Regions from separate parts of the Mus musculus genome. Here regions 1, 2, 3, 4, 5 and 6 are each linked to region 7. Evidence: chromatin contacts called from public HiChIP or PLAC-seq and promoter capture Hi-C data. All regions are on one chromosome and are shown on one strand. Each heading gives the region's core, a stretch centred on a gene start, on an enhancer-like site or on the middle of the called end of the contact. The rest is flanking DNA. Distances are from core to core; before and after follow the strand shown.

Region 1 (3,978 bases), core at 970-3,469, 460 kb before region 7:
AGGGGGACAGACCTACCTGAACAGGAACTAACGCTGCCAGCACTGGCAGCCAGGGGATCCAAAGCCGCCTTCTCACCCATGAAGGGAGGGCATGTGGGGCAGGAACCAGAGACCTCCTGCAGGTCAAGTGCAGACACAGAGCAGGTCAACTTCCTCAGCCACCCTCAGCACCTAGAGAAGCCCTAGCTCCATGCAGGACGAAGAGCCTAACTCCCCACCTCATGCCTGTCACCAAGACTGGCCTCTTCTCTGTCCTTCCACCTTCTTATGCAAGGCAGTGGTGTCTGCTCAGCCCTGGGCGTACTCTGTCCTCACAGGCCCTGCACTTTAGGGCCCTGGTGTCATGACCTGTGGAAGAAGAAGGTTGTAGTTGGTAGTTTCCAGATTCCTGCATCTGCTCCTTCACCTCAGCCTTGAGCTGATGCCAAGAAATAAACGAGATCTTCAAAGACCACAGAACAGTCCAGGATTTCAAGTCCCTGTGTCTCAGGCTTTGTTTCCACACCAACTGAGGGACTGGCTCCATTGTCCCTTTCCAGAGAGTTTGGGGGTGGGGTGTGGATCAACATGTGTTGCAGAGCACAGCTCAACAAGTACCCAGTCCCAGTACCATGTCTCCCTCGTCAGAATTAAAGCCGGTAGATGGTGGCAAGGCCTCCTGGGGATCTGGGCCTCTAGGCACTACCAACCAGCTTCACAGATGGGGGGAATCTTTGGCTGTGTGTGTGGATGTATGTGTGTGAGTGCATAGCTGTGTGTGTTGCCTGTATATATACATGTACATCACATGTTTGCCTGGTGCCCATGGAGATCAGAAGAGGATATTTGAATCCCTGAAAGTAGAGTTATGGATAGTTGTGTGTCACTGTGTGGGTGCTGGGAACTGAACCTAGATCCTCGAGAAGAGCAACAAATGCTTGTAACGGATGAGCCATCTCTTCTGCCCCCTCCATACTCTTCTTGGTGTATCTTTTCCATCCTTAGGCTACAGTTCCCACCTCTATGTCTCCAGTCCAGGCCTGTCCCCTGAGGTATTTGTCAGTCTGTACCTCTGACAACACCTGGAAGCCCACAGGCTTGCGGCAGGCACCATATATACAACAGGCCATTTTCCCATTCACTGTCCTGCTAAAGGCACGTTAAATCATAGAGTTCTTGATCATTAATTGCTATTATTACCGGATCATACCCAGTCCAGCCGATTTCACCTTTAAACATATCAATAACCCCCCAGAAACTAGCTCGTGTGCAGCTTCAGGCGCACCAACCTCATGAAAGCTGCATTCCCTTGCATGGTAACCATTGCAGCTTTCTCTGGTTTTCACCTGAGCTCACTTAAAATAATGTTTCTTGACAGGACTCCAAAGATACTGTGCAGCCTGGCTCTCCCCCTCTGGTGTCATCTCCTTCTTTAGCGCACTGTGTGACTAAAGGTCTGTTTTGGCATTTGCCTTGCTCCACCCCGCTGCTGGGCCTTCCCATTGCCTGATGCCCATCCATTCATCTTTTCCATCTACAACCATGTTCTGCCTGGGGAAATGCCACTTGACATGTCCTGTGTAGCAGTTGAGATTCTCTGAGTGCAGACTTATTGCAGGTCACAGTTGTAACTTTACACACTGGCAGCATGATTTAACATTTTTCTACTGTATGGTCAACTCTATGGATGCAGGGACATGGTCATAAAGTCCCCAGTGACTCACAATGAAGGACAAGATCATTGGAAAAGCAAAATTGTAATGAATCATTCTGGGCTAGAGCTTCTCCCACCTAATTCATGATCTCCCTTAGGAAGAAAGTTCCACTAATGCTTTCAGTGAGAAGCCCATCCTGGCAGACAGGGAACTAATAAATCCAACCAGAGATTTAAGACCCTTTTGTTCTTTCTTTTCATTTAAATTTTGTTAGATAAGTATACGGGAAGAATTGTCTTAGTGTTCTTTTTCTGAGTTTGGAAGTCATAACCAAATTTTTTGAAGTATTTAAAAATGTCTTTGAAGCATCTGCATTTTTTTTTTTTTTTAAAGAATTGGAACTTTTAACAGAGGGACTGTGGCGTCAGTCACTCTACAGCTCCCCCTAGTGATCATAGTCTAGATGGGCATGAGCAACGCGGGTGGGGATAAAAGACTACAACTTTCTTAAGATCCGGCGCTCCCAGTGACATCATTGGAGCGCCGGCTTTGTTACAAAAATACTGCTTCTCCATTGGCTGGCTGTTGGAGCGGTGCAGACGCCGCCCGAGCGATTCTGGGATAGCGATGGGGACGCCCGGGACCTCGGCGGGTGCTCTGTTTCTGTCCTCCGCGTCCGCGCCCTCAAGGAAGCGCGCGGCTGGGGAGGCTGGAGAGGCCGGAGTTGCGAGAAGCAGGCAGCGGGTCCTGGATGAAGAAGAGTACATCGAGGTACCAGCTCAGTGCGAGCGCTGGCGACTTCCGGGCCCCTCCCCCTATTCGCGTTCCTGTCCAGTCCTTTGAATTTTTTCTGGTCCTGGCACTCTCAGCCGCCCTTGGAAGTGGAACAACTGTTTTTGGGTTGGAAAGCATTGAGAACCAAGAAAACAATGCAGAAGTGGGCATCCAGTTTTCTGTTGAGAGTCAAGGAAATAGTTTCTTGTATAGGTAGAATTTTGACACGTTTTTCGAGAGATGGTGAAGACGACTTTTTGGAAGGCTGTAAAGTGTCAAAGGCTGGGGGTCCCGGAATTAGACAGTGGAACTGGCTTCGTCATTGAGTGAGTGGGTCTCAGTTGCTCCTCGAGTTAAGGGTCCAACTGCAAACACGCTGGAGGACAGACCGACATAGGGTTGGTTTTAGACTGGTTAGATTTAGGATGCTTCTGGGATATGCTGCCTTGTACCATTGCCGTGCAGCTGACTGTACAGACTTTCAGCTTCACAGCAAGGGCGGGCTGGATCTGAAATCTTGAGGACTTTTTCTTGTGGTGGCGATAGTGGCGACTGGCTTTCAAGAGAAAGGTTTAGATTGAAATACAAATTCATGGGTGGGTGGAGGATGACAATATCCACATTAGTCTGGCTGGTGTTATAGATGGAGCCAGCAAAGAGAAAGATCAGTTAGTGAGGGATTTCATGGGCTTCAAGAGATTGTTCAGTAGTTAACTGGTACATCAGAGCTATGTGGGATGACAGCCTTACTAGAAAAGACAGTTCTAAACCTATCTTGTAGATGACAGTTGTCCAGCTAGGCAGAAGGGAAAGGTCTAAGGGGTGGAACATGGACAGTGGTGGATTGTGCGTCAGGACTCCCAGATGACAACTCTGGCCTTTGTTCTGATTGCTCATGGCAGGGACTTCAGACAGTTATCCAGAGAGACTTCTTCCCTGATGTGGAGAAGCTACAGGCACAGAAGGAGTACCTGGAGGCCGAGGAAAACGGAGATTTGGAGCGCATGCGCCAGATTGCCATCAAGTTTGGCTCTGCCCTGGGCAAGATATCTCGGGAACCTCCACCACCCTGTAAGAGGACGGGTGCTGCTTTAGAGGGCTTAGGGAAAGTCTGTTATCACGTAAGGCTCACTCTAATTTCTGATTTGCTTCTCTCAGATGTTACTCCAGCCACCTTTGAAACTCCTGAGGTACACCCAGGCTCTGCTGTGCTGGGCAACAAGCCCCGGCCCCAGGGCCGAGACCTAGATGATGGTGAGTGAACTCCCTCTTTTAGTCTCATAGTCAAGACTACTTGGGAATTGTATTCTTGTGAATTTTCTTTTTTTTTTTTTTTTTTTTTTTTTTTTTTTTTTTGGTTTTTCGAGACAGGGTTTCTCTGTGTAGCCCTGGCTGTCCTGGAACTCACTCTGTAGACCCAGGCTGGCCTTGAACTCAGAAATCCGCCTGCCTCTGCCTCCCGAGTGCTGGGATTAAAGGCGTGCGCCACCACGCCCGGCTCTTGTGAATTTTCTTAGGGTCACATAAGTATCCACTTTTGGGATCAGAGACACTGGTCTGGGAGGCAGAA
Region 2 (3,669 bases), core at 691-3,190, 350 kb before region 7:
ACCATGGCATGTGTCCCCTAAAGGAAAAGGCACTCCCAACTCCATAACCACTTGTGAGACAGGGCACTGGTCTCTGCAGCAGAGACCTTGCACTAACAGGCCTGGAGGCTGTAGGTGCATGGCCTCGAATACGGGTTGAGCTGGCACCTCTCTCTGCTGGACCTCATGCATTGTAACCAAAAGGATGGCCCAGACTTCGGGTGAGCACAGTCCAGAGATCTTTCTTCCCACAAACTCTCCACCCACACTCAGGGCATCCACCCTCATCTCCAGCACCAAGAGCTGAGGCCTATTGCAACCCTATTTTACAGAGATAGAGACAGACCCCGAAAATCTAAGTATTTGCTCAGATCCAGACAGCTGGGGCAGTCTGCCGCCAGAGTATAATGGCAAAGCAGCTGTAGGTTACAGAGGCAGACATCCTCCTGAGAGGTCGGCCAGCGGAAATATTGGAGACCAAGGGTTCCCCAACTCCAGCTCGGAACAGCTTGACCCACCACTGGAGTCCCGTCCCCCAGCCAGCCGGTCGGAGGAGGAGAAGGCCTGGTGCGGGCTGACCGCCCTCCCTAGGCACCGCCCCGCCTGCCTCAGCCGCTGCATTCCTGGGGCCGGGGAGGCCCGGGACGAGGCGGCGGCGGCGATGCGAAGCAGATGGCTAGTCAGGCGCCCCCCCCCCCCCCCGCCTCCGAGGCGGGGCTCGCGGCCGGGAGTGGTCTGTGTCCTCTCGACCCGATTTCGGAAACCGCGCGGTCAGCTAGCAGCCCTCGTCTACTTTGACCCTCCAAAACCCTAGCTGACGTTTCGCACCCCGGGGAGCCGTTTGACCCAGGGTGCCCCCCGGGACCCTAGCCTGGAGTCCCAAAACAGCCTCCCCAGCACTGGCAGAGGCGCCCCACCGTGGGTTCCTCGCCTCTGCAGAGATGCCTTGACTGCGTCGTGGCTCCGACGAGCAGACAGGTCCCTCGGCTTCTGCGCCTACTCAGCCGTCGTCGCTCTTCACCCTCCGCGCAAGCTCCGGGCTCCACTGCTTTCTGGCTGGGCCTGTCCCACACCGGCTTTCCTAGCAAGATCCTCTCAGAGACCCACCTCCGTACACCCAGTGGCCGCCCACAAGGAGCCAACAGGGGTTCCCACGTCCTCCCCATCGCGCGTCCATCATTGTCCTCAAGCACTCCGGTTTCTGGTCCACCGTGAGTGTAGCCTTGTCCGTGCTCACTTTCACCACCATCTTCCTCCCACCCCGCGCCCGCTCTACCAAGACAAATCTGTCCTTCCAAGTCTCGACTGTCCCAGTGCCCAGCTCGCCCAAGGTTGCTCCTTCGCCCTTCTAAACCCCTACTCCAGGCTCAAGCCACTGGCTCCTAAAGCCTATGCACATGCTGTCCCCTCCGAGTGTCCTTGCTTGGCTTAGGGAGTAGCTCCTTTCTCTTCTCCCCTGACATTTTGGACACCACATAGTACCCCTGGGGGCTCCCCACAGTACTCCATTACCCCTCAGGTGATTTCTGGTCCAGCCGGCCCTCGGATGCAGCCTAAGGGCCCAGGCTTGGCCTGGAACCGAGCCCAAGACGCGAGGCAGGCCCGAGGGGCTCGCGTGACCAGTTTAGGGAGGTCCTAGATGGCCCGGACTGAAATGGGGCGCCGCTACCCCCAGCCCGCTTCGCGCCCACGCCTCGGACAGGCCCAGTTCCTACCCGGGCGTGCGGCACACGTTGCGGCCTCGCGGGTTCAAGTCCTGGGGCGCCGCGAGACCGGGCAGCAGCCAGAGCAGCAGCAGCAGTCCCAGCCCTCGGGCTCCCTGGCGCCGCGCCGGCCCGGCCCCCCGGGACCCTGCGCCCTCCATGAGGCGCGGGGCAGGCGCGGGTGGGCGCGGGTGCGGCCGCGGCAAGGGCGGCCGGAAGCGGAGTGCGAGGCCGGGCGGGGGGCGGCAGGAGGGGCGCCGGGCCGGGCAGGAAATTCCACATCGGCTCCCTGATCCTGGGCCAGCGCGGCCGGCCAGGCGGCAGCGCCCGCCCCGCGCGCCAGACCCCACCCTCCGGTCGCGCCTCCGCCCCTTCTTTGCTCGGCCCCCGCCCCCACCTGGCCATGCACGAACTCGGGGGTGAACTTGGTGGAAGCCGGCGAAGCACTGCGGGAAGAAGGAGCTGCGGGATCCTGTGAAGGAGTCCTGGTCCGCGCCTTTTCTCCCCCTTGTCAGAAGCCCTGGAGCCGCCAGGCCCGGGAGCAAAGGGGTCCTGGAGAAGGCCCCGGTTCACACACTGGCCTTCGGCTGGAGCTAAGAACCCCTAGTTGTTCTATGGTGTGCCATTAGCATCTCTTGATCTCCTGCAGCATGCAAGATGTAGACAAAGACCTGTGGGAATGAACTGGAGACCTAGGGAAAGGAGCTCTCTGAGGAAAAAGCCTGGAACAGAAGGAAGCAGTGATGGTCTTTGATATAATGAGGAGGTAAAGACAGGGAAGGGGACACTGGAGATGAAAACTGAAACTCAGAAGTCCTCTCAAGGGGTAGGAAGGAACTGGGTGCCCAGGGCATGTATTCAGCTTGAGAAGGCTATTGGCTCCTAAGAAGGAGAAGTTCAGAGAGTGAAATCAAGGCTTAGAATGGAGACCCCCCTACTACATAAGGACAACCAGGGCCACTAAGTAGATTGCTCTGTCTCTACCATACCCACTTTTGTCTCCTGATCTCCTGAGCACCTCATTCCCTAAACAGCTGTCAAAGTGAGCCTTGTCATGTAAGCAGAACCAGAAGTCTTCGGAGTCAGAAAGCTTCCTTTACCAGGAACCTCTAGCCTGACCTTAGTATGACATCAGCAAGCCTGTCAAAGGAGCTGCAGAATCAGTGTCCATCCTAGGGACGACTTGGACTTGGCTAAAGATATCCTTCCTCCAAGTCTCTACACAAGCTTAAGGATAAGACCCCTGGGCCAGGAGGCAGCTTGGGCAGGGGCCCTCTGTTAACCCTTTACTGTTCTCACCAGTAAAGCTCTTCTCTCATCCCTGCCTTGAATCACTGGCTTCACCCAGGCAGAGCAGAACACAGTACTTATGGTTACCACAGCCTAGGTCAGACAGGAGATGGTTGGAGCTGCATGGGTCCAGAAAAGACAAAGCAGGAGAGACCCTGAGGCAGACTGCTCCAGACTGCAGGAGTTCACACACCTTTGTTGGCAGCCTGGTCCCACCAAGGTGTGTGTGCTTCTGACTTGAGGGAAAGGTTAGACAATATCTTCCTGGGCAGCCGGCAGAGGGCACCTTGCGTATGAGGGACAGGTGGTGTAGACAGGGAGCCTGAAGGACTGAGCCGGAACCAGAGCAGTGGACAGGCCCAAGGCCATAGATGTTAGCAGGCTGGCGGGGAGGGGAGGACCTCAGGCCTCTCCTCAGCCCTCTCAGCCTGGCTAGGCTGGTGGCGCAGGGGAGAGGTGGAGTGGGTAAAAGGAACAGTCTTCCCATGTGGTCACAAATGCAAATACTTCTCAGCAACAAGTAAATAAGCCAACCACTTCTGGGAAGCTGAGGGTGAGTACAACCCTGCCCTCAGCAGTGGCCTCCCCAAGGAGGCTCCCCAGGCTGTTAGAAGCAGAGGTTCCTGTAGTTGCGTGGTTCAGCTGGGGCTTTCTAAGTACTGACCTGAGGAGAAGCCTCAGCTGGGCCACGTCCCAA
Region 3 (3,444 bases), core at 379-2,878, 320 kb after region 7:
TTAGCAGAGAATCCATTATCATATGTCCTTTCATGTGTTTGTTTAAGCAAAACATCCTTTTATCTGAATGTTCCTTCATGAGTCTGTCTTAGCTTTTCATCTATGTCCACTTCAGCAAAACGTTCCTTCACATGTTTGCTCCAACAAAACATCAACCCAATGCAACTGACACATAGAGTCCTTAAGTCTCCACTTCAAGGGCTGGAGAGATGGCTCACTGGTTAAGAGCACTGTCTTCCAGAGTTCCTGAGTTCAGTTCCCAGCAACTACATGGTGGCTCACAACCATCTGTAATGGGATCCAATGCCCTCTTCTAGTGTGTCTGAAGACAGCTACAACTCATATACATAAAAAAAAAAAAACTGTTTTAAAAAGTTTCTGTGAGAGAGAGAGAGAGAGAGAGAGAGAGAGACGGAAACAAATATAAAATGTCATGAGGTGAGGCCCCATAAAAGTTAAAAGAATTTTTGGTTCCCCCATTTTGGCTCTGGAGTGTAAGCAGAGATATTTTGTGTGAGGCTGTGGTCCTTTGTGAAAGGCAGTTCTGGCTGAGCCTTTTGTAAATTATTCTTGTTAGACATTCATGCACGAGATCCCCTCCTTCTCAGCCTCATATTCATGTGTGTGTTAGGGTTAAAGGCCTGACAAATGACTCTATTTTGATTCTAACTATTCTGACACAGCTTACTTAGAAACATGTTGTCTGCCTGTCATCCTCTCTAGGCGGATGACCTCAGACTTATTCTTGAACTTCCTGCCTCCACTACTTGAGGGTTGATTTGCTAAGGATCAAATCCAGGGTTTTGCGCTTGCTGGACTCACTCAACTGAGCTACATCTGCAGACGGAAACATAAACTTTAATGCAAACATAAACTTTACTGCGTATCTAGCTAGTGCCCTAAGTACATGCTTCATCAGCTTCTTAGTAATGTAGCCTGGAGGGGCAGTTCCTTTGTGAATACTCAACAGATGGATGGATGGATAGAGTGAATGTGTGTACGTGAGCGCGCGCGCCAGCACTGTGTGAGTGTGTGTGTGTGTGTGTGTGTGAGAGAGAGAGAGAGAGAGGGCTCACAGCTTTGTCATCCAGCAACCTTAGGATTCTGCCACCAAATGACTCAAGTAGCTGCATGACTAAGAGAATTAAAAAACCATGGGGTCCAGAAACTGATGTGATTCAGTTTGATTAACTCCTGGGGCCAGGAGATTTCAATAACTTTGTTATCTGCCCACTTTGAGACCACAAAATCTCGTAATTAACATAAGAACCTGTAGCTTTATCCCGGGGTCTGAGTGGAGGGACACGAGACTAAAGTTTAGGGGGTCCAGGGTCAAAGGGGTTCCTATACCTACTACACCCGAGGATCTCTAACCGGGAGCCAAGTGACTAGAAGCAACCAACCCGGGTGTGCGGCTTTCCGTGGCCTCTCCGGGGACGCTCGCCGCAGCCACTGCTTTATTGGCGGGTCCTCGGAAGCGTGGACCAGTTAAAATCCTCCTGGTGTCTCCAACCCCTTTCCAGCTACCTCCTTGGAAGCTGGGGGTGGGGCCGCTGCACACGGTCCAATAGCAGTGCAGGAGGAACGCGCGCGCGCAGACGATTGGCTGCCGTGGGAGGGCGCTGTCAGAGCTGGATTGGCCGCTGTTGAGGACGGAAGCGCAGAGGTCTAGAGCAGCTGGAACCTGGCCGGCTGGCGGGATGTGGGGCGCGAGCCGGGGCAGGGTAGCGGGGCCAACGCTGCTGGGGCTGCTGCTGGCGCTCTCAGTGCGGAGTGGGGGCGCGTCCAAGGCCAGCGCCGGGCTAGTGACCTGCGGGTCAGTGCTGAAGCTGCTCAACACCCACCACAAAGTGCGGCTGCACTCACACGACATCAAATACGGATCTGGTGCGCAGGGGTGGTGACTGGGACCGCCAGGGGGCGGAGGGCTTAGAGACTAGGTGGTCCTAGCGGGGTCTGTGGGTTGTCAGGGAGCTGGGTGGTTGCGAGTCTAGACTCGCTTGTGGGTCGTGACTGACAAGCCTGAGGGATCGAGGATGCGCGGGAAGGGGGAGGGCGATGTCCACCGGTACTTAGGGTCTGGCCTGGGCTGGGGTGAGCTCTTTGGATCCTAGAGTGGTAGGGGCTGTGAGGGAAACTTTTTAGTGTTCAAGACGAGGGTCCGGAGGTCTGTGATTAACAAGAATCCACGGGGTGGGGTGGGCTGTTACTCTTCAGGCAGCGGCCAACAGTCGGTAACCGGCGTGGAGGAGTCCGACGATGCCAATAGTTACTGGCGGATTCGCGGCGGCTCCGAGGGTGGGTGCCCGCGCGGACTCCCAGTGCGCTGTGGGCAAGCAGTGCGGCTCACGCACGTGCTCACCGGCAAGAACCTGCACACGCACCACTTCCCGTCGCCGCTATCCAACAACCAGGCAAGCCCCGTTCCGAAACCCACAGAGGCTGCGTGGGGCAGGGACCCAAAGACAGAGGGAGGGATGTAGGGGAGGGGCCCAAGAGGGGACTCAGTGTCAGCTACTGTGAATTGGGAGTTTCTATTCAGAAGTTTATGGAGCTCCTGCTCTGGGTCCTGTCCCCAGTAACTTTCTCCACCGAGTTAGAAGTGAGAGATTAGTTCGTATTTGGACACAGAGGTGGACCCACAGCGCAGATAATAGGAAACTGCAGGAAGGAGAAACTCAGGGCTGGGTCTTAAAGAGAAGTGGGAGCTTCTTCCTACTCCTTCCCCTCTGCGAAAGAGTTCCTACTAAAGTACAGTGTTCATTGCAGCTGGTCTGGGAGGGACGCAGGGAGAATCTGACAGTGCTTTGGAGAGTTTCAGGGGGAAAATGTTGGAGGGGAATTTGGGGGTAAGGCCAGTTGGCACTACACAGTCTGATACAAGAGGCTCTATGCACCTGAAGAATGGGGTGAGAGTCTATTTTGAGACCAGATTTCTCTATGTAGCCCTGGCTGTCCTAGAACACACTATGTAGACCAGGCTGGCCTTAAACCCCCCAGAGATCTGCCTGCCTATACCTTCTGAGTGCTACGCTTAAAGGCGTGTGCCGCTGAGCCTAGCTAGGGCAGGACTCTTGGCTTCCATTTTCATAGCTGTGAATGCTGAAGGTCAGGAAAAGGAGCAGAGGCCCCAGGATACTAGGTGCAAATATGACGGCCAGACATGCAGCTCAGGGGAGCTTGTGCCCTCTGTGTGACTGTTCCTATACCTTATACTCTCAGGAGGTGAGTGCTTTTGGGGAAGACGGTGAGGGTGATGACCTGGACCTGTGGACAGTCCGATGTTCTGGGCAACACTGGGAGCGAGAGGCCAGTGTCCGCTTCCAGCACGTGGGCACCTCTGTGTTCCTGTCGGTCACTGGTGAACAGTATGGTAACCCCATCCGTGGGCAGCATGAGGTTCATGGCATGCCTAGTGCCAATGCTCACAACACGTGGAAGGCA
Region 4 (3,502 bases), core at 222-2,721, 340 kb after region 7:
GAACTTACAGAACTTACCAGCCTCTGCCTCCCAAGTACTGGTAGTTTTGTTTAGTTTTGATTTGCTTTTGAGACATGGTTTCTCTACTCACTGTAGACCAGGCTGGCCTCAGACTCATAGAGATCTGCTTGCTTCTGCCTCCCAAGTGTACACCACCATACTGGGCTAAAAGATCTTTTGAGGTAAGATTTATTTGGAAGGCAGAAGTTATGAAGTAAGAAGCTGACAGGATGACTGCCTTTGGCTAACTGGGTGGATGGTGGTCCTTGTTAATCCTGCCAAATGAGAATCAGACCAGTGACCCAGATTTTTTGGTTGCATTTTCAGTTAGACAGGGTTATCTCCCTAAAGTAGGATTTGAGAGCATAGTCTCAAAGGAGAATTTTTTTTTTTAATATCCCCCAAACTGCAAGGCTAGGGGGTTTCTAATGTTTTATGTTTATGTAGGAATTTGACAAGACATCTTAAAATTATTTGGTTGAAGATCTTATCAGGAGGTTAGGGTTAGGGTATGGAACATACCATTTAGCATCAAAGTGGAGATTTGGAACAAGGAAATTAAGAATTCTTTGATCAGCCAGGCGGTGGTGGCACACACCTTTAATCCCAGCACTTGGGAGGCAGAGGCAGTGGATTTCTGAGTTCCAGGCCAGCCTGATCTATAGAGTGAGCACCAGGACAGCCAGGGCTACACAGAGAAACCCTGTCTCAAAAAACAAAAACAAACAAAAACCCAGCTTAGGGTGGAGAGATGCCTTAACAAATAAGAGCTGTGCAAGTCTGGCAAAGAGAACCAACTCCTCACTTGTCCTCTGAGCTCTACACTTGTGGCATGGCCACTATTTAACCACACACACAATTTTAAAAAGGAAACTTGGGGCCGGGCATGGTGGCACACTCCTCTAGTCCCAGCACTCGGGAGGCAGAGGCAGGCGGATTTCTGAGTTCGAGGCCAGCCTGGTCTACAGAGTGAGTTCCAGGACAGCCAGGGCTACACAGAGAAACCCTGTTTCGAAATACCAAAAAAAAAAAAAAAAAAGGAGACTTGGGACCCATTCTCCCGGCACATGAGACCCAGACCAAAGATCTGGCCACAGAAGGAGCAGAGAGGGCTTGGTCATCTGCCAGCTGATGGGCCTGAAGGGCGTGGGGACCGAACGAGAGAAGAGTTGAGTATACACATGGACATGGCTTTAGAGAAGGTGAAAAAGGTTGAAGATCTTTAGATACAAAGGAGGTGAGTCTGAGTGAGTCTGCCTAGCATAGCATGGACTGAACAAGTAGCCAGACAGTGCATAGAAAAGTTTTTGAGGGCTTGGGGGAGGCAACGCAGTATGGTGGGAGACAGGAAAAGTGGATTCTACTCAAAGTTAGCAAGCTTCAGCCTAGCACGGTGCCTGCACCCAGCACCTGGACACCTGGAAACCACAATTCCCAGAATGCTTTCTTCCAACTTCCGGGATCCAGTGCGTCGATCTCCGGAAGTAGTTGAGAAAGCGGAGGCGCCATAGTCAGTGTCTGCTGTGGTCTCTTCGGTTTGTTGCCACCATGGGGAAGCGACAGCACCAGAAGGACAAGATGTAAGTTGGGTCGCGTCTCTCGTCTCAGCTCGTCGCCGTGCTGAAGGCTATCATCTGAAAGCCTCAGCTCTCACAGGCGCGGTCTCGTCCCTCAGTGCAGCCTACGCGGGCCAGGGCGTTCTACCGCCGGACTAACTAACTTCCGGGATTTCCCTACCCCTAGCCTTTCTGCGAACGAGTTTTGCCCCTGAGTTGGTTGTCCGCTTCGTCCTGGCTCTAGTCTGAGAGCCTACACACAGGCGACAGCCTTCAAGTTGAAGATAGGCGGGTCGTGCTCCATGTTCCCCTCCCATTTGCTGCTGCTGTACTTTCTGTTTTCTGTTGTCTCTTCAGATGCTCCCCGCCCCTAGCTGCTTGCAAGGATATCTTTGACTTCTGTATTGCCAGATCTAGTATCCAGCTTTTCAGTCCTTGGGCTTCTTCCCTTTCCAAAAGTAGCCTTTAGTGAGATCTTACATGCGCTTAGTAGTTTTTTTTGTTTGTTTTTGTTTTTGTTTTTGTTTTTCAAGATAGGGTTTCTCTGTGTAGCCCTGGCTGTCCTGGAACTCACTTTGTAGATCAGGCTGGCCTCGAACTCAGAAATCCCCTTGCCTCTGCCTCCCGAGTGCTAGGATTAAAGGCTTGGCGCTTAGTAATTTAATCTGCGAATGATCTCTATTTCATTCCTCTTTGCTGGGCTTCCCCTCCCCTTGTCCCAGACCTCGGGGGTGTTTCCTTCATCCCTGTGGTGGATCTGTTCAAAGAGTCTCTTGCACTAAGTCAGCAGCTTTCACTCAGTTCTCCACTTGGAAAACTTACAGCTTTTTCAAAACTAGTATGCTAAAAGGGAACTTGATAATTTTCACACCTAAGCCTGCCGTTTCTTATCCTAGCTCAGTGGTTACATAGTGGGTCCCTGATTTACTATATATAGACTGAAGACAATTCTCATCCTAACAGAAGAACAACCGCACAGAGCAACTGGAGCTATGTTAGATCATGTCTGGGTCCTGCTCAAAATCACCCACCAGCTTCCCATCACACTTAGGCAAATAGAGAGTACTCTCCTTGATCTTTGACTCATTTTTGACTCGGCCGCTGTCCTTGCTTCTGTGTCTTTTTCTGCTGCTACGTACCTCATCACACTCTTCCTCTGCTGTCTCCTTTCTGGAACAGATTCAGCTTGTCCTGTTCCAGCCTCAGTAAGTGTTATTCCTGTAAAGGGCTTCCCCAGAGCTTTGTGTGCCTAGCTCTTCCTGTCAGATAGTCTATAAGTCCAGTTCATTTCCTTCTGGACAAGGTGCTGTTGATGTTTCTTTATCTCTCCATCTTTTGTCCTTCTTATGTGCCACACAATGCAGATGTTTAATGTGATTTGACAAGTGAGTGGGCGTTCTGTCATAAGTTACTTTTACAGCTTCTGTCCTGTCCGTGGCAGGACCCAGTAACACATGCTCTGTCTTCCTCAGGTATATCACTTGTGCTGAGTACACTCATTTCTATGGTGGCAGGAAGCCAGGTAAGGGGATGCTGGTGGTCCTGAAGAATGCTGTCTCCTGTGATCCAGAGCTATCCAGAACACTGACATTATAGTAGATAACGAGACGGTCCATAGTTGATAAAAAGAGGACATATACTCAACATAGTACAGTATACTTCCATCTTAGAGGAGAATACTTAAAAATATAACTCTTTCAAGTTCAGGCCTTTTCCTTAGGAAGTGCTATAGCCTTCTTTCTTTCTTTCTTTCTTTCTTTCTTTCTTTCTTTCTTTTTTGTTTTTTGTTTTTTTGTTTTTTTTTGTTTTTTTTTGAGGCAGAATTTCTCTGTGTAGCCTTGGATGTCCTGGAACTCACTCTGTCTGTAGACCAGGCTGCCCTCAAAGTCAGAATCCGCCTGCCTCTGCTTCCCAAGTGCTGGGATTAAAGGCGTGCACTGCCACTG
Region 5 (3,704 bases), core at 755-3,254, 310 kb before region 7:
TCATACTTGGGGCTCCCTGTGACTTAGCTCAAAACCTCACTTCCTTCTCCTGCCTGCCCCACTGCCAGTTCTTAGACCCATAGGGACACCTGAAGTCCTCTGAACAGAACTGTGTTCTTTTCTCATAGTCCTATTCTGGCCGTGACTCTAGTTGATCACATCTACCTAGCACCTTCATACAATCTCAAAAAAACATGCTCTGATAGTGAACCTGTCTTCTCTACCCTTGACAGTTTGTCTCACAAGCAACTCAGGGTTAGTTTCTATGGCAATATCTGCTAACCAAACTCTGGCTGCTATCTCCAAACCTCAGAGTCCTGGAAGGCTTCCCCATCTGTGGGTGATTAATTGTCCTAACAGACACTGACCCTCCCCCACCATGCACATGTGGAGGTGGTCCTCACAGTTGTCAGCTGAGCAGCCTGTCTGCCCTCTTGGAAGGGGATGGATATCATCTGCTCTCTAAACGGCCACCACAAAAACAAGTACAGTAAAACAGATGGCTACTCCTTTGGACAGGCAGAGCACAAGAAAAGCTCAAGAAAAGAAATTCAGTACAATCAAGAATGCAACAACATCCAGAATCTCTGGTATAGCCAGACAGGATGGTAACAGATCTGTAACTCCACCACTCCGGAGTGCTGATACAAAAAGATCACAAAGTTGCCTATAAGGAAGAGGTGGGGTTAGAGTGCTCAGTGCACTTAATGCAAAACTATTCCTGCCCGGAACTGGAGCTCCCAGCGCTGACATCGGGTGGAGGCGCCCTCTGCTGGTCTCTAGAGCACCTTCACCCAGGTGCACATACAGACCACTTGTTTCTAACAGCCTTCGCTGTCACGGAACTCTTTGGTGATCAGCCTGGCCTCAAACTCACAGAACTCTACCTCCAGAGTGCTGGGATTAAAGGCAGGGACCACCACACCTGGCTTCACTCTTTTTTTTTAAACGACAAAACATTAAGGAGACTACGGTGACTGCAGATCTAAGATATTCCTCTACACATTCCTTTAGCTTCTGCTTATAACTTCATGCCCCTCTCACACATATAAACTAGGTTCCCTACCATTGTTTGCTACTACAAACAGCTGTGCACTGAAACAAATTTTAGAGGAATCTTCAAGGAATCATTTACTGGAAAGGCATCCTCAACCTTCTGTGGGGGCTCCCATTCCGTATCTGTCCTCAACGCATCTGAACCACAACGTAAGGTGTGCAACAAAAGGAAAAACAGCAGCTTGGGAAGAGCAGAAGAGGGAGCGGGTCCTTATTACCACGGGGGTGGGAGGGAGCATCCAAGAGGTGTTGACGTGCTCTATGGCTTCTTTCCCAGAGCACGGACGAGGAGCATCTCGGAGATCAGGCCTTACCCTAGGAAGCAGCCGCGGGCAGAAGGTGGCCCCGTTGCGCCCGGACAGGTCCGTTCGTTCGGCCTGTACAGGATCTAAACTAGTACAATCCGGGGATTTTGCACTGACAGCGCTTGCTCTCCGGCTTCTCTCAACAACCGCAGCCGCGGCTGATGAGCTTGAGGTCACGCCGGGAGAGGCAGCCAGGCCCGCCCGCTGCCTGTTGCAATCCCTGCTCGAATAGCTTCGAGGGACGGGGACAGGCCAGAGGCCACACTCGGACCCACGGCTGGCGACAGAACCTGACCAACCGGGCTGCGAGGGCCACGGTCCGCTTCAGCCACGCGCAGGCCTCGGCGGGCCCGCGCCACAGCGCCAGGCCCGCGCCGGACGCCCGGGGGTCGCCCGGCCAAGCCCCCGCCACGTCAGGCAGTCGCCCGTGCCCGCCCCAGGCGCCCGCGGTACTTGGCCCAGATCTCCGCGCCCTCCGCCATCCCCGCTCCCTCTCCCATCCCCGCGTGCAGCACAAGCTCGGCGAAGAAGGCCTGCCGGGCCCGCACGGTACATGCCTCGCAGCTGACCTGGTGCTGCCGCAAGCTGAGGCCGCTCTCGCAGCAGGCGGGAGGCGGGAGGCTGGAGGTGGGGGCGGAGCCTCTCCGTCACGTGGGATGCCGCGCAGGCGCAAGGGGACTCTAGGGGGGGTCGCTGTTGGGCGGGGCGGGAAGAGGCTGAAGGGTCAGACCCCGGCTGCTCTTCCGAAGGATCCGCTGTCCGGAAGCTCCACCCTCGAGGTGCCTATTGAAGGTGCAAACCTAGGCCCTCCTTCTTTCCCTTTCTCCTGGCCTCATTCTAACCCTCACTCATTCTCTCACTCATAGCTTCTTCACTGGCTTGTCTCTTCACACCCTTTCACTCACCATCTCCCTCATCGACTCCTTCCTTCCCTCACTTTCCCGTTTCCTCCCCCAGTCATTTCTTCGTTTCTCCTGCATTACTTCCTTCCCTCTTCATCGTGCGTCTATTACTTCACTCATCGTCTCACTTGTCCCCTCCTTCTTGCTTCTTCCTTGCTTCCTCTCTAGGTCGCTCCCACCCTCTCTATCTCTTTCTGTTTTCCTTTCCCTCACAGCCCTATTTATTGTCTGAGGTCTTCCTTCTGCCTCTTATTTCCTCCTTGTCGCTCCCTGGTTTCTTCTGTCATTGTACTTTAGACTTTGGAAGGCTCCTCGTCCGGTGCTTGCTGTGGAGAGTGAAAACAAGCAAAGGCTTTATGTACGGACAAGTGTTGATTTTCCTCTTTTCTGAGACTCCAGAGTAAATCTGGTTCCCAGTCCCAAAACTCACCTGCCCCTAGCTGTCCTGGGGACACCCACTTTTCTCTGCTTCACCTCGAGGAGGACCACACTCTGAGGGGCGCATACCTATAGCAGAATCCAAGAGTGGAGCTGTAGGGCCTTCTTACAGATAGATGGGGGGAAATTGTAGTTTCAATATGGTGGAGAATGTAAGAGAAAAGATGTCGCCAAGGAAGCCTCCTCATGAAAAGGGGGAGAAAAAAAGGAAGAAGAAAATGAATAAAAGAAAGGCTGTTTTAGGGGAACCCTAATTGCTGCCCGGAGGCCTAGCTATAGATCCAGATGAAAAGACCCAGCCTCTAGAAAAGGAGGCACCCAATGCACGTGAACTTCTACCTGTCAGGGCTCCCTGGACCAAATGACTCCACCTGTGTTGCTGGAGACTTTTAGACCATGATAAAAGTATTCTAGCAAGAGATACCATCAGCAAATATATGAGATCCAACAAAAAGTAGAAGACAACACTCCCTTGTCACTTCTGACTATCGGAAAACACAACTGAAACAGGTCACCCACTAGAAAGTTCTAGAGATACAGAATAGCAGAATAGGAAGAAATCTCAAAGTCTATGCCCCAAACCTAGTTTATATAGTATGAAGCTCTTCCCATTCTAAAGACCTAAGCCCACTTTGGTCTCTGGATTTGAAAGGAAGATTCGTTTTCTCCTTGTATAACAGTTTTCCCCAAGATTGGAGCATTCTATTCTTCAGAAAAACTCCTTAAGCAGGAAGGTTAAAAAATTCAAAATAGTTTCAGGAAGTCCTTGAAACTGACCAAATACACTTGGTCCCTCCCTGTCAGAGAAATAATAAAAGCTGAGACAGGTGAAACTGAGCTGCACAAAAGACTCTCAGAGGAGAAAAGCTGCACAGTAGACTCAGACCAGACCAGCTGCCTTGACAAACCAGAAAGCAGCTGGGCTGCCTGGAAGAGGTTTAGGCCATCTGAGATACCTGGAAAGGACTCTCCAAACTCCTCCCCTGCCTGCAGGCTGTGCAGT
Region 6 (3,503 bases), core at 631-3,130, 270 kb after region 7:
CAGAAAAATTTCTGAGTTTCTTTGATCTCAGACTTGCAGTAGAAATGACTATTCTGGTTGCTTCCATGTGCCAAGCTCAGTGGGAATACATGTGTTAGTCACAGTTCTCTAAGGAAGAGGACTGATAGAATGAATATATATCTATATATTAATAAAGAATTTATTAGAGTGGCTTACAGGCTGTGGTCGGTGTAGTCCAATAACAGCTGTCGCCAAGATCCAAGAGACTGAATGTCTCAGCAGTTCCAGTCTGGTGCTGATGTTTCAGGGAAGCCTAGAGAGCTGCCAGTTGGCAGTCTGTTGGAATCCCAAAAAAGTAGGTTCAAACGACAGCCAAGGGCTGGGTCAGGACAGATGAACTTGCCAGTGAGAGTGGGGGCAAGTAGACAGAAAACAAAAGCTCCCTTCCATGACCTTTTGTGGGGGCTTTCACCAGATGGAGTGGCCCAGAGTTAGAGTGGGTTTTCTGACCTCAGGTAATCTGGTTTTAAGGTAGGTCTTCCAATGGTGCAACCAAGAAAAACAGGTGTGCCTGGCTGTTTGGAGTTTAGTAAGTTACAGATAGTCATATTGACAATCGAGATTAGCCATTGCAGAAGATTTTGCCTTTTTAAAGAGCATGCTTCTAGCCAGGTGTGGTAATATATGCCTTTACACCTTTAGTCCCAGCACTGATGAGGCGGAGGTAGGTGTTCTCTGCAAGTTTGAGGCTAATATTGTAGATTTGTGCTACTTGGTAGCACAACAGTCAAGTCTCCATGATAGATAGGACACAATTTCCTACCCCCATTAAACAAAAACAGCAACAACAACAAAACTGGGGGTGGGGGCACTGTGTCAAAATACAGATGTATATATCTGAGTTGGATGGTTCTGTCTGAAAACAAAATACATGGCTGGCCACGCAAGGTAGTCTCCTGTTTTCCCTAATCGGTTAAGGACTTGGGGAAAGTGGTTCCTGGGAGGCCAGCTCTCTGATTCTGCCACACTTTGTCTCCCACACTCTGTACTTAGCCTTCCTGTTGGCCTGTGTGTATCCAATTTTCTTTTACGGGAGAGAGAGGCTAAAATTGAGAAATGGATATTTCCCCTTAGGAAGTAGGACGAAGGGGTGGTCTTAGTCAGTGTGCTATTGCTGTGGTGAAACACATGACCAAGGCAACTTAAAAAGGAAGCAAGGGCTAGTCTATTATCATCATGGTGGGGAGTATGACAGCAGGCAGGTAGGCAGGCAGGCAGGCAGGCAGGCAGGCAGGCAGGCAGGCAGACAGACAGAGACAGGCATGGTGCTGGGGAAGTAGCTCAGAGCTCACATCTGATCCACAGGTTCCAAGCAGAGAGACAGACACTGGTGTGGGCTTTTGACCCCAGTGACACTTTCAACAAGAGCACAAATCCTCCAAGGAGACCATACTTCCTAATCTTTCCCAAATAAAACCATCAACAGGGATTAAGCATTCAGACACATGAGCCTGTGGCAGCCATTCTCATTCAAACTATCTCAGGCAATAATTTAGTGGTAGAGTGCTTGCATTGCCTAGCTCATCTGAGCCCTGGTGTGGAGAGAAAGAGAGAGAGACTTGATATGGTGTTCCAGGCTTGCTTCAGATTTACAATGATTCTCTTGCCTGGGCCTTTAGCTAGGAATACAGTGTACAGCAGCAGTACACCTGATGAGGCCTTGGGTATATCTTTAGCACTACCCAAAACAAACTAAAACAAAAACCCCAGAGAAGCGGAAAAGAATATGTTTTTTTCCGGCTTTCTTCCAAAGCTCTGAGCAGCTGGAATCAAAGAGGGATCTGATCTGCTCTTCCCCTGTGTACTTGTCGCCTTCCAGCAGAAGGGTAAAGGGTTGGCTGGTTCTGCTTTCTCTTGGCTCATATCTTGGTTGTCAGCATTGCACCATCAGCTTTGAACAGCTGACCCCAGGTTGCTTTTGGCATTGAGCAGAACTGAAATAAACCTTTTGAGGAAGTATGTTTTGTAAGTTCATGTCATTCTTGGTTAAGTCTTTCAGACTTGATTCTCAAAGAGATGGGCTACTTCTGTGTTTTCTTTTGTTTTAAAATTAATTTGTATGTGCCCGTGTGTGCATTTGTATGTGCTCATGCTATAGTGTGGAAGTTAGAGGACAGTTAGCCGGAGGCTCTTCTCTCTTTCCACCCTGTGTATCATGGGGAGTGAATTCAGACTGCCTAATTTCAATGGCAAGTACCTTTAGCCTCTGAACTGTCTCACCAGCTTTTCTAAGTTGACTCCTTTCCTTCATTACTTGTAATAAAGCCTTTGGACTTTACCCTCTGCATTTACTTGGATTTCTTGAAATTCTTTCCCAATTCATCATTATCAGGATCATCTCAGTTTTAGGGGCACTGCCATCTCTCAGATCTTTAGATAGAACCTCTGAATGAGCACTGTAGATTTTCAGTTTTCCTTAGTGAAGGTGGAGGCAGTTGTTGCCCTCAGAGCCATCTTGGGCAATGCAGGAACTTTAGCATCCTGGTCATTCTAGTGCCAGTGGTTCCCAGCTAGGTCTACAGAGGCTATTAATTTCAGTAGGGTGTAGCCACGATGTCTGGCATCTCTTTTATATGTGAGACTCAGAATACTGAGATGCATAATCCTGTTCTGGATCCTGTTGTTGCCCTATTGAGAAATGCTTTTTTTTTTAATGTTTTTAGTAAATACTTATTTATTATTATACATAAGTACACTGTAGTTGTCTTCAGACGCACCAGAAGAGCGCATCAGATCTCATGGGTGGTGTGAGCCACCATCTGGTTGCTGGGAATTGAACTCAGGACCTTTGGAAGAGCAGTCAGTGCTCTTACCTGCTGAGTCAGCCCTGAAATGCTCTTCTATTAGGCTACCCAGTCCTCTCTGCAGGTGACAGTTCTCTCACTTCATCTTTTTTTTTTTTTTTTTTTTAAAGTAAATTTTTTTTTTAAAGATTTATTTATTTATTATATGTAAGTACACTGTAGCTGTCCTCAGACACTCCAGTCAGATCTCGTTATGGATAGTTGTGAGCCACCATGTGGTTGCTGGGATTTGAACTCCTGACCTTCGGAAGAGCAGTCGGGTGCTCTTACCCACTGAGCCATCTCACCAGCCCTCACTTCATCTTTTTTGTTTTTGTTTTTGAGACAGGGTTTCTCTGTGTAGCCCTGGCTGTCCTAGAGCTCACTCACTCTGTAGATCAGGCTGGCCTTCAACTCACAAAGATCTGCCTTCACTTCTTTTGTTTTTTTTAATTATTAATTTTTAAAAAATATTTTATTTATTTATTATATGTAAGTACACTGTAGCTGTCTTCAGACACTCCAGAAGAGGGCGTCAGATCTCGTTACAAATGGTTGTGAGCCGCCATGTGGTTGCTGGGATTTGAACTCCAGACCTTCGGAAGAGCAGTCGGGTGCTCTTACCCACTGAGCCATCTCACCAGCCCTTACTTCTTTTTATAATCAGTTCTTTGTTGATTAAAATTGTGCAAAAAAAGT
Region 7 (3,777 bases), core at 1,207-3,706:
AACTAGCAGGAAGCCACTGCAGTATATATTTCCCTCTTTGAGGTGACTCTAATAATTAACTTAAACTTTCTCCAACACCTGTCACATTGTTGCATGTTTTAATAAAGGCCTGAAGTCAATAACATAATGTTCACAATTCGAGAAGTGAGTTTACTTAAATATACGACTAAACACTATCCATCCTAAGTCTCTTCAAGCTCTTACATTGAAGATGATTCAAGTTGACAGCACCTGCCAGCATCTACTAGGAACTTCGTGTTTCACAGAATTTTATATTCTCATCTGGATAACACATCACTTTTTACAGTCACTTTTCTGTGTTTTACATTTTTAACAATTCTTTGTGTGTGAGTACTCACTCAGCACACGGAGGCTAAAGGACAACTCTGTGGGGGTGGGCTCTCTGTTCACATTCCCCTGGTGGGAACCAAAGGCAGGTAGGTCACCCAGCTTTCACTGCAAACACTTCCCCTCACTCATCATCAGGCTTAGCCTTCTCCACACTTCCTAAAATCCACTCGGTCTGGCAACGGTTAACCACCCCACCTTCATTATTCTATCCTAAAGAAGAAACTCTTTGGATTTAAGTAGGTGCCCTTAATTAATTATAGTATCTTTTCATTTTCAAAGTTCAGAGCAAATTTCACCTTTATGAAGTCGCCTCACCCTGAAAAATCTAAATCAGCCTTTAATTCTTTTTTTAGAAAATAGCTTAGAAATAAACTGGGCAGGAAAATATCTTTTAAAGTCTCTAGACACCTTTTCAATTCACACTGTATCATTTGATGATATTCGTTAGGGAAATTAAAGCAAATTATAAAATAATGCATTTTACTTGAAAAAGAGAACACTTGGGGATCAATATCTTTCTCTTTAAGACAGGGTCTTGCTACAGCTCAGTCTGACTTGGAATCAAGGTCCTCTTTCCTTAGGGGACTAGGGGTGTGTATCTATCTCAGCTAGCTCTACTTAGGGGTCTTTAAAGCATATGTTAAACCACTAGACTTAATTACAAAAAAAAAAAAAACTAAAATTGAATTAATGTAGAATTTAGGTAAATACACTTCCCACCCCTGAGGAAGGAACGGTGAGGATACAAATTTCTTCAAATATAATCCCACTGTCTTCTCTTGGTAATCCCAGTTTTAAAAATGAGTGCTAGAGAATCAGATTCTGAGATTTCTACACTTTCGATCCATTTTAAGGATTATTCCAAAGGCCGAAGGCCACTTTGTAACCTAAAGTTAGTTGAAAAATGCAGGAGTTACAAAAACCTTAAATGGTGTACAAGAATTTCGAGAAAGGAGGAGTCATGGCTATCTTCAGAATCTCAAGGAAGTCTATATTTTTAGCGTCGTTAATAAGCATTCTGCATTAGTATTACAGTCAAGTAAAGTGGCAAAACTGTGTATATATGTGGGGGGTTAGGGGTGCATTTAAACAATGCAAGCAGCACTGCTAAATGTCTAAATAAAATGCATCCTTTCATCCAATGACCCAGATCCTGATATTGGCCTTATAATCCGAATGTCTTCTGATTTAGAATGAGGAAAAGGAGTTCTATCCCCTACCCTACCCCCAAAATTTAATCTTTGACCGACCCTTCGCATCCGGTCAAGTTCTGAACCGGAGAAGGGCAGGAGCTCGCGTACCTGGGCGCCGGTTCGATTAAGGTGGTAGTGTCCAGGTAGTGGATCTTGTAGAACTCTAACAAGGCCGGCAAATGGTCAAACTCCTGGTCCCCGATCTTAAAGCGGCGGTTGGGCAGGGAGTTGATGATGTAGTGCGAGACACGCGAGTTCTCGGACACGGACAGTACATAGTCCCCGGGGCAGGTAGATGAGTCCCGGACTAGGAACATGCCATGGCGCTGGCCTTGGAGACGAGTCTGCGCCTCCTGGCGAGTCACTGGCCCCATGTACCAGGCAGAGCGGTCTGAAGAATCAAACCTGGCGGAGGACATGGTGTTGGGCTCGGGGATGGGCGGCGTCTGCGGCTCTCTTGCTTGGGAAGCCTTTACCCGCTGTCGGCTTTGGGGTCGAGGAAGGGCCTCTCAGAACACTTCGAGGAACAATCAGAGGGCTTGGTCAGGACGTTCCTCTAGGCTCCGGGCCCCGCAGCATCCTCCGCCACCGCCCTCCTGCACCGGGCCGCCTCACGGAGAGCCGGTCCGGGAACACTGGGCAAAGCCCCGGGGTCGAGGTGGGCGAAGCTGAGCAGTAGCGGAGGCCGCCTCGGGCTTCTCAGCTGGCCGGAGTACAGGGGAGGCTCCAGTGACTTCTGTCCTGGAACCCGCCGCCGGCTCCACAGCCTCAAGAGCCTGCACCGATCCCCGCGGTCACACGAAGCACCGCACTCCAACAAGAGTCGCGCCTCCCGAGCAGTCTTACCCAGCCCGCTCCCAATAGCCACAGCAACAAAATGGCGGACGCGGGAGAAGCAGCCGGGCACCTCCCCCTTGGTCCAGCGCATTCAATCTGCGCACGCGCGGAGCTGGGCTCTACCCCCTCCACCGCGGAGGCCCTTCCTTTGACGTCACTGGGCGCTGCCAATCAGGAGTGCGTTCGCGAGGGTCCCAGCGTGAGCCACTCGCGCGGGCTCCCGCGTTCCGGGAGGAGGCAGAGGGTCAGGCCCTTCCTGGACCGCAAAGCAGCCGCCGAGAAGCTGCTGCTGTCAGGCTTCCCGGGCTTGGCAGGAAAACAGCTGGAGCCGAGAGGGAACAGCGTTTTGAAAACCTGTTTCTGTGAACAAAGCGTAGAGTGGTTGCTGAGTGTCCGGCCAAGAAGGCGTGGCCGTCAGATGATTGCGAGCCAGAAGGCCCTGGTAAATCAGGTGGCTCAGGAAGGGCATGACCTAGGGAGTGAGGTGACCATCAAATAGGTTACTGAATAACCTATCAAATAACGCCTGCCCTAGGTGATCCTCCTTGGTACACGTGGAATGATGGTGAAGATCAGTTTGACTAATACTTTACGAGGAGGACAGTGTGTTGGTGAGGATGACTGGACACTACCGGCTGTAAAGTGTAACAAGTGAAATGCAACACCTGTGTCTGGCCTGAAGCCTGTTGCTCTGCAACAGTTCATTTCCTGCCATTCCACGTTGCTCAGTTTCAGCTCTGCCTCCCTTGACATATTTCTCCCTCCAACCCGACTAGTACCTATTTATTTAATTATTTGTTTGGTTTTTTAGAGACGGGGTTTCTCTGTGTAGTCCTGGCTGTCCTGGAACTCACTTTGTAGACCAGGCTAGCCTCGAACTCAGAAATCCGCCTGCCTCTGCCTCCCAAGTGCTGGGATTAAAGGCATGCGCCACCACTGCCCGGCCTATCTATCTATCTATCTATCTATCTATCTATCTATCTATCAAGATAGGAATTCTCTGTGTGGCCCTGGCTGTCCTGGAACTAACTCTGACCACCAACAGGCTAGGATGAAATTTTAATACCACAGAATACTGTCTTATTTACCTATATTTTGCCTGCCTTAAATCCACATCTAGTCTTGAATGATCAGAAATTTGTTAAATGAATGACTATTGTGAAAAATCACCACAAAAACAGATGCTGGATTATTGGTCATAGCATTCCCAAATTAGATAAACAGGAAGGCATGTCCCAAGCCAGTGGTGGTGACACATACCAATAATCCCATCACTAGGAGATGGAGGCAGGAGGATCATGAGTTCAAGGCAGCTGAGCTCTATGAAACCCAACAAAAATGGGGAGGAAGTTAGGGGAGGGAGAAATCTCAAAAGTGAGGAATACAGGAGAACTCC

The links. Promoter capture Hi-C pulls out the DNA fragments that hold promoters and counts their contacts. HiChIP or PLAC-seq counts read pairs in DNA pulled down with a chosen protein or histone mark. Capture Hi-C pulls out chosen DNA fragments and counts their contacts.
Region 1: a contact with region 7 is called in a promoter capture Hi-C map of liver. The contact joins the promoter of Ess2 here to the promoter of Crkl in region 7. A contact is called at or near these places in 1 of 39 promoter capture datasets (embryonic stem cells), 1 of 484 Hi-C or Micro-C datasets (CD8 T cells), 1 of 115 datasets of contacts at active chromatin or transcription factors (memory CD8 T cells) and 2 of 9 other capture datasets (adipose tissue and liver).
Region 2: a FOXA1 HiChIP or PLAC-seq map of pancreatic cancer cells shows a contact between it and region 7. The contact joins the promoter of Scarf2 here to the promoter of Crkl in region 7. A contact is called at or near these places in 1 of 484 Hi-C or Micro-C datasets (cortical neurons) and 3 of 115 datasets of contacts at active chromatin or transcription factors (embryonic stem cells, memory CD8 T cells and pancreatic cancer cells).
Region 3: a contact with region 7 is called in a promoter capture Hi-C map of neural stem cells. The contact joins the promoter of Sdf2l1 here to the promoter of Crkl in region 7. A contact is called at or near these places in 13 of 39 promoter capture datasets (the C10 cell line, the HPC-7 cell line, HPC-7-derived erythroid cells and 8 more), 9 of 484 Hi-C or Micro-C datasets (B cells, LSK cells, effector CD8 T cells and 4 more), 13 of 115 datasets of contacts at active chromatin or transcription factors (the 230-238 cell line, the SCID.adh cell line, bone marrow-derived macrophages and 7 more) and 3 of 9 other capture datasets (adipose tissue, liver and macrophages).
Region 4: an H3K4me3 HiChIP or PLAC-seq map of embryonic stem cells shows a contact between it and region 7, with 15 read pairs. The contact joins the promoter of Ppil2 here to the promoter of Crkl in region 7. A contact is called at or near these places in 7 of 39 promoter capture datasets (the C10 cell line, the HPC-7 cell line, embryonic stem cells and 3 more), 4 of 484 Hi-C or Micro-C datasets (B cells, LSK cells, embryonic stem cells and 1 more), 11 of 115 datasets of contacts at active chromatin or transcription factors (the 230-238 cell line, the SCID.adh cell line, bone marrow-derived macrophages and 5 more) and 2 of 9 other capture datasets (adipose tissue and liver).
Region 5: a contact with region 7 is called in an H3K4me3 HiChIP or PLAC-seq map of intestinal villus epithelium, with 6 read pairs. The contact joins the promoter of Klhl22 here to the promoter of Crkl in region 7. A contact is called at or near these places in 1 of 39 promoter capture datasets (hippocampal neurons), 2 of 484 Hi-C or Micro-C datasets (CD4 T cells and embryonic stem cells), 3 of 115 datasets of contacts at active chromatin or transcription factors (intestinal villus epithelium, microglia and pancreatic cancer cells) and 2 of 9 other capture datasets (adipose tissue and liver).
Region 6: a contact with region 7 is called in an H3K27ac HiChIP or PLAC-seq map of microglia, with 4 times the contacts expected there. The contact joins the enhancer-like site here to the promoter of Crkl in region 7. A contact is called at or near these places in 8 of 39 promoter capture datasets (the 3T3-L1 cell line, the C10 cell line, embryonic stem cells and 5 more), 3 of 484 Hi-C or Micro-C datasets (embryonic stem cells and nephron progenitors), 5 of 115 datasets of contacts at active chromatin or transcription factors (the 230-238 cell line, the SCID.adh cell line, embryonic stem cells and 1 more) and 2 of 9 other capture datasets (adipose tissue and liver).

The regions. Positions count from the first base shown.
Region 1 is chr16:17,909,589-17,913,566 of GRCm38.p6, reverse strand. Ess2 (ess-2 splicing factor) reads left to right here and starts at 2,219. Exons shown (of 10, transcript NM_022408.2): 1 at 2,219-2,405; 2 at 3,311-3,479; 3 at 3,567-3,662. The coding sequence starts at 2,262. It overlaps Gsc2 (goosecoid homebox 2), which reads left to right. Exons shown (of 3, transcript NM_029469.2): 3 at 1-453.
Region 2 is chr16:17,795,553-17,799,221 of GRCm38.p6, reverse strand. It overlaps Scarf2 (scavenger receptor class F, member 2), which reads right to left and starts at 1,940. Exons shown (of 11, transcript NM_153790.3): 1 at 1,695-1,940. The coding sequence starts at 1,843.
Region 3 is chr16:17,130,567-17,134,010 of GRCm38.p6, reverse strand. It overlaps Sdf2l1 (stromal cell-derived factor 2-like 1), which reads left to right and starts at 1,628. Exons shown (of 3, transcript NM_022324.3): 1 at 1,628-1,887; 2 at 2,218-2,414; 3 at 3,223-3,444. The coding sequence starts at 1,701.
Region 4 is chr16:17,109,221-17,112,722 of GRCm38.p6, reverse strand. Ppil2 (peptidylprolyl isomerase (cyclophilin)-like 2) reads left to right here and starts at 1,471. Exons shown (of 21, transcript NM_001252444.1): 1 at 1,471-1,580; 2 at 3,029-3,078. The coding sequence starts at 1,549.
Region 5 is chr16:17,757,921-17,761,624 of GRCm38.p6, reverse strand. It overlaps Klhl22 (kelch-like 22), which reads right to left and starts at 2,004. Exons shown (of 7, transcript NM_001359068.1): 1 at 1,931-2,004.
Region 6 is chr16:17,179,993-17,183,495 of GRCm38.p6, reverse strand. All of the region lies in intron 1 of Ube2l3 (ubiquitin-conjugating enzyme E2L 3), which reads left to right. Among named protein-coding and RNA genes, the nearest start is that of Ube2l3, 20 kb to the left of the region's middle. Within about 2 kb of position 1,880, at least 86 of the 459 cell types and tissues checked have an H3K27ac peak or open chromatin away from gene starts, as enhancers often do. A contact at or near this core is called in adipose tissue, liver and microglia, where this site is marked.
Region 7 is chr16:17,450,664-17,454,440 of GRCm38.p6, reverse strand. Crkl (v-crk avian sarcoma virus CT10 oncogene homolog-like) reads right to left here and starts at 2,456. Exons shown (of 3, transcript NM_007764.5): 1 at 1,653-2,456. The coding sequence starts at 1,963.